Regions from separate parts of the Drosophila melanogaster genome. Here region 1 is linked to region 2. Evidence: chromatin contacts called from public Hi-C data. All regions are on one chromosome and are shown on one strand. The core of a region is the stretch at or near the end of the contact, and the rest is flanking DNA. Distances in the headings are between cores, read along the strand shown.

Evidence for each region. A called contact is a pair of places that touch in the nucleus more often than the background predicts.
Region 1: a Hi-C map of the OSC cell line shows a contact between it and region 2, with 8 times the contacts expected there. The contact joins the promoter of CG44837 here to the promoter of PGRP-LA in region 2. A contact is called at or near these places in 5 of 107 Hi-C or Micro-C datasets (the OSC cell line, the PNm cell line, embryo and 1 more).

The regions. Positions count from the first base shown.
Region 1 is chr3L:11,937,229-11,940,519 of dm6, forward strand. CG44837 reads right to left here and starts at 1,644. Exons shown (of 4, transcript NM_001300108.1): 1 at 1,472-1,644; 2 at 1-1,279. The coding sequence starts at 1,112.
Region 2 is chr3L:9,333,045-9,336,364 of dm6, forward strand. PGRP-LA (Peptidoglycan recognition protein LA) reads left to right here and starts at 1,288. Exons shown (of 6, transcript NM_206304.2): 1 at 1,288-1,391; 2 at 1,566-1,883. The coding sequence starts at 1,586.

The DNA.
Region 1 (3,291 bases), core at 394-2,893, 2.6 Mb after region 2:
GGCCAATCGAATGAGCAGGACTTGAACACACGTCTGCCACCCGTTCCGCCCACCGCTGTGGATTGTGTTTCCCTGGCGGGACTGTTCTGTGGACTGGGGCTAATGGCATTAACTTTGCTGTTATCGCTCTCTTGGGCTGTTAAGCTGCCGACTCGCAGGAGAGCGCCGCGCTCGAAGCTTTTGGCCGCCTGGTGGAAAGCTCCGTACGCAACAGTTTCGTCCTCCTCAACATCGCTGGCATTCTGGTAGCGACGCATTGGCGGGGCGCCACCAGTTGCTCCGGCCACGTTACCGTTACCAATGGCCGCCGCCGTTGGCGTCACAGTTACCGCCGAGCTGGCCGCACTGAGCATGAGGCGGAGTATTTCATTGGTGTCCTTCGACGGCAGCGGCACACTGCAGGAGCCCGTTTCCGCCTCGGAGATTTCCTGTGTTTCCGAGTTCAGCTCATCCGAACCGTTGGGCTCCTCGACTTCGATCTGTTGGTTTTGGCGTGCACGTTGGCCCACTATCGAGGCGGCCGTGGAATTGGCTCCGTACTTCCAGTACGTTTTTCCAGTGCCAGCGATCCTCTGCAGATGACTTCCAGCCGCCTGACGTTTTCGCTCCTGCAGCTGTTGGAGATTTTTAAAGACTTTTCGCACCGGTTGCGTGTGATGCAAGGTGGCACATCTTCTCATGGGCGGCGGCGTATATACCGGGGAAACACTGTAGCTGTGCGAGTGCCGACCGGGCGAAAGTGAGCCACTCGACTTCGCGCCCACTAAGCGGGCTTTCAGTTTACGGCCAAAGCCCAGGCCACTTCCGCCTGCCGTTGCGCTTCCGGTTCGCGAGGTGAGTGAGTGGGCGGACAAGGAGAGGGCGCGACTGAATCGCAGAGCCGCTGATCTCTGCTGCTTGACGGCCATCAGCTGGCACTCGTCGATCGTCGGCAGCTTTAGCAGGTGAGGATGCAGCTGGGCATAAGTTAGTGAAGGCTTCGCACTGGGCACATCCGGTGAGGGATTCGGCAGCGGATCGAAGAGGTTTCTCTGGCTGAGGGCCAGGAACTCGCGCTGCTCCTCCTCCTCCAGCGCCTTCAAAGCACGCAGGTCCCACTCGCCAGAAGACATGGTTCCCTTTAGTCACTCATGGATTGTTAATTCTTTTTCACGAATTTTAGTTGATATTTGAGTAATGACACGCAAATCATCTTTATTTATGTTTCAGTATTAGCACTTATTCTGGTCTATTTACTTTTAATTTGCATATTTATGAAAATAAACACATTTTTGGTGGCCTAAGTATTCAAGTATTCAAGGATATAACATTATAAAGGAGGTACAACTTATATGTACATATAATATATTGAAAGCAAGTAAAATAATGTAAGCTAAGTAATAAATATAATATACAAAAAATAACGTTTCTATTATGTAAGTGAAAGTAAATGATAAGATAGTAGATATAATAATCGGATTCCAAACGCTACCTATTTTTACTCTTTCACTAACAATGTTATGTTTGTTATGCTTTTCCAATATCACGGCGTAAACTAAAACAAATAAATTATAACACGTCAATCCCGCCAATATTCCGTCACATTTTCCGTTGGATAAAACCGCTAACGCTACCCGGTTCAATTCAATTACCGTTGCCACGCGGCGCTGCCAACACACTGGGCTCTTCAGTGCTGCGGTACCGTTACTTTATAACGGCACTGCTAACAGCAGCAGCAACAGTTTCCGCAAGGAGTACCCCCCAGTGGATGGATGCTGTGGATCGTAAGTGACCTGGCCCAACAAAAAAGTATGGCAGTGGGTCGCCATGTTAACAGTATGTAATGTAAAGTCCATGTTAATGCAAAGATATTTTATTGTAATACTTATTTGAAAAAAAGTAACTATAAAATATAAAACAAATATCCATTGGAATCATGTAACAATAAAAAGAATTTAACCTCCAAAGTAGCGTTTTTTTGTTTTAATGCTATGCCTTAACAGACCTTAAAACATTTTTACCAAACAGGGCTTTTCTTATTGAACTCAATAGCATACATTCTTCTTGGTAATCAAAGTTACGCTTGCTCCTGGCCACAAAGCCAAAGTCTATTGTTTTATGATGGTGTTATCCCAACTTGGGGCAAAGAGTTGGCCCAAAGGTGATACCGCAGGTGACGGGGCGGCAATGAAATATGCAAGTGCATTCATTTGGCATCCAAAGCAATTTCGCAGTCAGCAGGACGACGACACATAGCCATTTTTGTTAACCTCATCTCAAAATGTTCACCGACCCCCAAGCCAGCACTCAGAAAAATATAGTGTGATATCTAATATTATGTTTTTAAATTCAATATAAATTATTTAAAAAATCAATGTGCGAATAGCTAGAAAACATGATATATTTTAGTTGTACAGATGAAACGGCCCACGCATTAAAATTTTTTTTGTAGTGTGACCATTTCTTGTAACTTAACATTACAATGCACGGCCACATTTCTGCACACCTGTACCTGGGTACATATGTAAGTACTTGCTCATGGCACACACATACTCTGAAGTGCTCATCCTTCATCCTGATGTATGGCCATCAAGCATCGGATGGGCTGAGTGTCGGAACACGGAGGGGAAGTAAGTATGTGCACCGCTGAATCCCCCGAATCGTGTTAATGAAATTCAAGCTGGGTCAAAAATTTGCATTAGCACATCCGGCATCCATATGCAAATCATATTTCAGATACGAGGACTCACATGATTAACAAAAAGCGGATCGATGGGACGTTCGTAAAAACAAAAATATATATGTAACTTTGTGGATATATATCCATTGCTCCATTAAGTGACTTATTTTAATCTTAGTATGCAGGCAAAGGAATAATTAATTATTATATAATTATATTAATTGCCGTTCTCTTATAATAAATTAAATTTTTTCTATGGCACAACAATTATTTGTTAATAATTACAGGAAATATCTACTAAATAGACGTTTAAATTGGTTTTATTTAAACCTTTCACGTAAATGTGAAGGCGTTGTGGTAATTAAAAATATTTAAATATTAAGAAAAAAACAGAAAAATGTGGTTTCCTATTGTCTTGTAAAGCCAACAAATAATTATTTTGAAACATTGGCTTACTGCAAATTCCCGTGGGAATTTTGCTGTCTAAACAATTTAAAAAGGATTCTTCTTTATTTAAAGCTTAATAACTTGGAAAGAGAACCAAAAGTTGGCCCGTGAAGGGCTCAACAATGTCGGAGTCAAGCCATAATTTTTCGTGAACATGTTGGCCAGCCACGCCCATGTCCTCGACG
Region 2 (3,320 bases), core at 38-2,537:
GACTAATGCCAACTGAACATGAATAAAGTCGTGGCCCCTTGGGAAGCTGCTACCGCTGCCATGTCGTCGTTATTCTCGTGGTCGTCATTAGGAGGGCAGACGTCAAAGTATGCGCTTTGTTTTTGCTGCGTGCCATGCAGCGTGTTAATAGCCAGGCACCGGGCTCCAAGCCACAGCGAGAAAATCCCCCCCACCCTGACCGGAAATTTGAATTAATATAGCATTCATAAGATAAAATCCCAAAAAGTCTTAGATTCCTAGATGTCAATGGGTTGCGAAGGGTATAGAAAACAAATGGTTTATAATAATTAAATAAATTATAAATATAGATCACATTTTAAGGTAAGCTAATTCTATGCCAAATTCTCTCAGTGTATTACCGTGAGGCATGAAACCGCTTGCCGCCCGAAAGCCAAAAAGACCAAGTTGACATAGTCTGGTGGATGGGTGAGATGGATCGTGATGAGGGGCCGTGGCGGTTCACATGGACCAAGAGCCATGGCAAAGTCAAGTGCTGCAGTTGCCGTCGTGTGGCGAAAGTGAAGCTTGCACAGCGTGCAGCGAGTGGCTGACATCTCGTGTGGCTGTTGGTTGAGCGTTGAGCACATTAAATTGATGCGCTTGATAAGGATTACAAAGAAAAAGTGGCTTAAAAAGAACACGTATTTAAAAAAATTGCACGAAAATTAAACGTTTTGTACAGCAAGCCAAACTAATTTAAAACATATTTCCACTTTTAGATTATATTTATTAAAACATTTTAACATTGAATGTTTTTTTTATATTCGAATATATTGAGGTTCAACGGTGCGTATGCGTAATTAAGACGCCACCTGTTCGGCTAGTCATTGAACTTGAAAAAAGCTTTGAGGGCTCTTACTTATGCTAACATCCCCAAGAGGGCGACACTTGGAGTTCAGTTTAAAATATAAAATAAATGCTTTATATTGCTCAAATTTTCCCATTAGAACATAACTATTAATAATTTAATTTATTTTCCAGATTAGCTTTGAGTACTATTCCACTAAATTCAGACACTTTATGCAAATGACTGCCAGTCATAGGCCTGCAATTAAATTGTAAAAAATGCAAGATAAACTTTAAAAATTTCCCAGCTGAAATGATTTTCATGCCATGACAATATAAAAAAAACCGGAGAGTGAGTGCTAATGGAATCGCAATCACTATAGTGCCGAGTTAGCGAGCCAAGAGAGAGGATTCGATATTTTGTTTACTTTTCAGTTTCATCCCCACCGGCTGAAATGCAACTTTGAGCAGTTGTCGTTCGACTGGCGCGCCAGCTACGTACTCCGGAAAGAGTCACGGATTTTCTGAGATTTGATCATCTGAGATCGTCATATTCAAGCAACCCTTTTTAAAACATAAACAAGGTAAGGTTTTTGCCCTTTTCATATGGCCTTTTAAGGAGCAAATAAAAGTTATTATCTGCAATTACGTTGATACATTCTTAAAACAAATAAAAACCAGGAGATAAGTGGCTTTATAAATAACTAATTTTATGAAAAACCCGTAATATAACGACACATAACATATGATGTTTTCAGCAATCCAAAACGAATCGGCAATGTTCGAGGAAAACAATAGCCCCACAACCGATAATTCGCTGTGGACACTTCAGGGTCGTCAAAGAGCGAGTCCCGCCCAAAGGTTGCACAATCTCACGTCCGCCGGCTCATCGACCTCATCCTCCGGCCTTCCGTTACCGCAGAATATCTTCACAAATCCAGCTATCCAGCCGTCCAGCGTTATAAATCTCAACCACTCCACCGACGTGGTAATCGGTCCCATGACCCAATACCAGGGACCGGTATCCATATACTATATGGATTATATGGAGGCACACGCCATGCAAACGGCTGCAGGTGAGTCCCCGATCCTGAATGGAAAATTATAGTTGTAAACGGGAAAATTAAAGCAACAATTAATTAATAAAATTAACATATTTCTACTGTATAACAATATAACAATAATATACGAGAATAATTATATTTTTTTTGCAAATACTATTCACTTTTTTCCCAATGTTTTTAAATATTAAGCTAAATAGTGCAGGGTGCTGAACTTTACCCAAATAAAAAGGTATTTTTTTTTGGTAAATTTAAATTATTTTAACATAATATATTTATTTTCGAAACCGGTTGTTTTAAATTTATTATGTTCAGTTGCCAGATCGTGGTTAATTTCGATTTGGGTATATCAGCAAGTTTTGATTCAGATCACGAATCAAACTAATTACTAATAAAGTGTTTTATTACGATTTCACTTGACAAATTCAACTATACGACAATTGCATGTTCTGAAGATCTTGTTCAAAATGTTAGCACTTGCAATTAGTCAGCTTAAATGAAAAGAAAAATTAAATATGTATAATTCATTATGGATAATTAGTTCCACAACTCGATCGATCACTATTCTTTGGCTATGGGTTCAATAATTTAGCGAAAAGAACAGAGCAAATGAGTGAAAAACCAATGTAATTGAAATGCAAATAGCGTGGGGCGGGATTCCCGGAATAAACGTACACATAAAAAGTCGGGATCTCGAGCAACAAGAGAGCACTCAACGCTCAGTTGCACTCGGTGGTGGTGAGAGCTAGTTTGTGGATCAAACTTTAGCCACTTGCGATGCACGGCGCATATTGCGCATACGTCACGTAGTACGGAAGAGCGAAAGGGAGAGAGAAATACGAGAAGTAAGAGTGCAAAGCGTGAGTGTGTAAAAAATGTGATATGCCAAAACAGCAACAAAAGGCCGGCGATATCATCATGACGCACCCTTGCCGCCCCCTCAAAACCCCACTTCCAACCACTTCCACCCCCCCCCCCCTCGTCAACTCAACCCCTGGCCTTTCTTCACGCAAGCAAACACAAAACATGTCAACGCAAGGGTAGAGCGAGATGGCTGACTTCCAGCGCTTTTGCAATTTGTATGGCTGTTGTTTCTCTTTCTGTTCCATCGACAGCTGCGCCGCATTTCAGTTGTTTGTGCGACGGGTTCAGGTGCGGTGGCGGTACCAGTGGCACTCCGCCGTCCGATTATCGGTCAAACCCATTGTACCACATTATAAAACAATCAATTTGCAGACCACCGCTGTTCCCAGTATTTGCTATGATATTTGTTACCGATGACTCAGTGGTCAATTACTCATAATAGATATATAGGCTTATAATGCCGTGTTTTGTGTCCAATAACGAAGAGGTGTGATAAGCTTAGTGGATCGAAGTGCCATGAAACTGTTACTAAAAGTTCACTCGGAACGCACGGCGCGCAGAAGACGTACACCCGAACCCAGTTTAGCC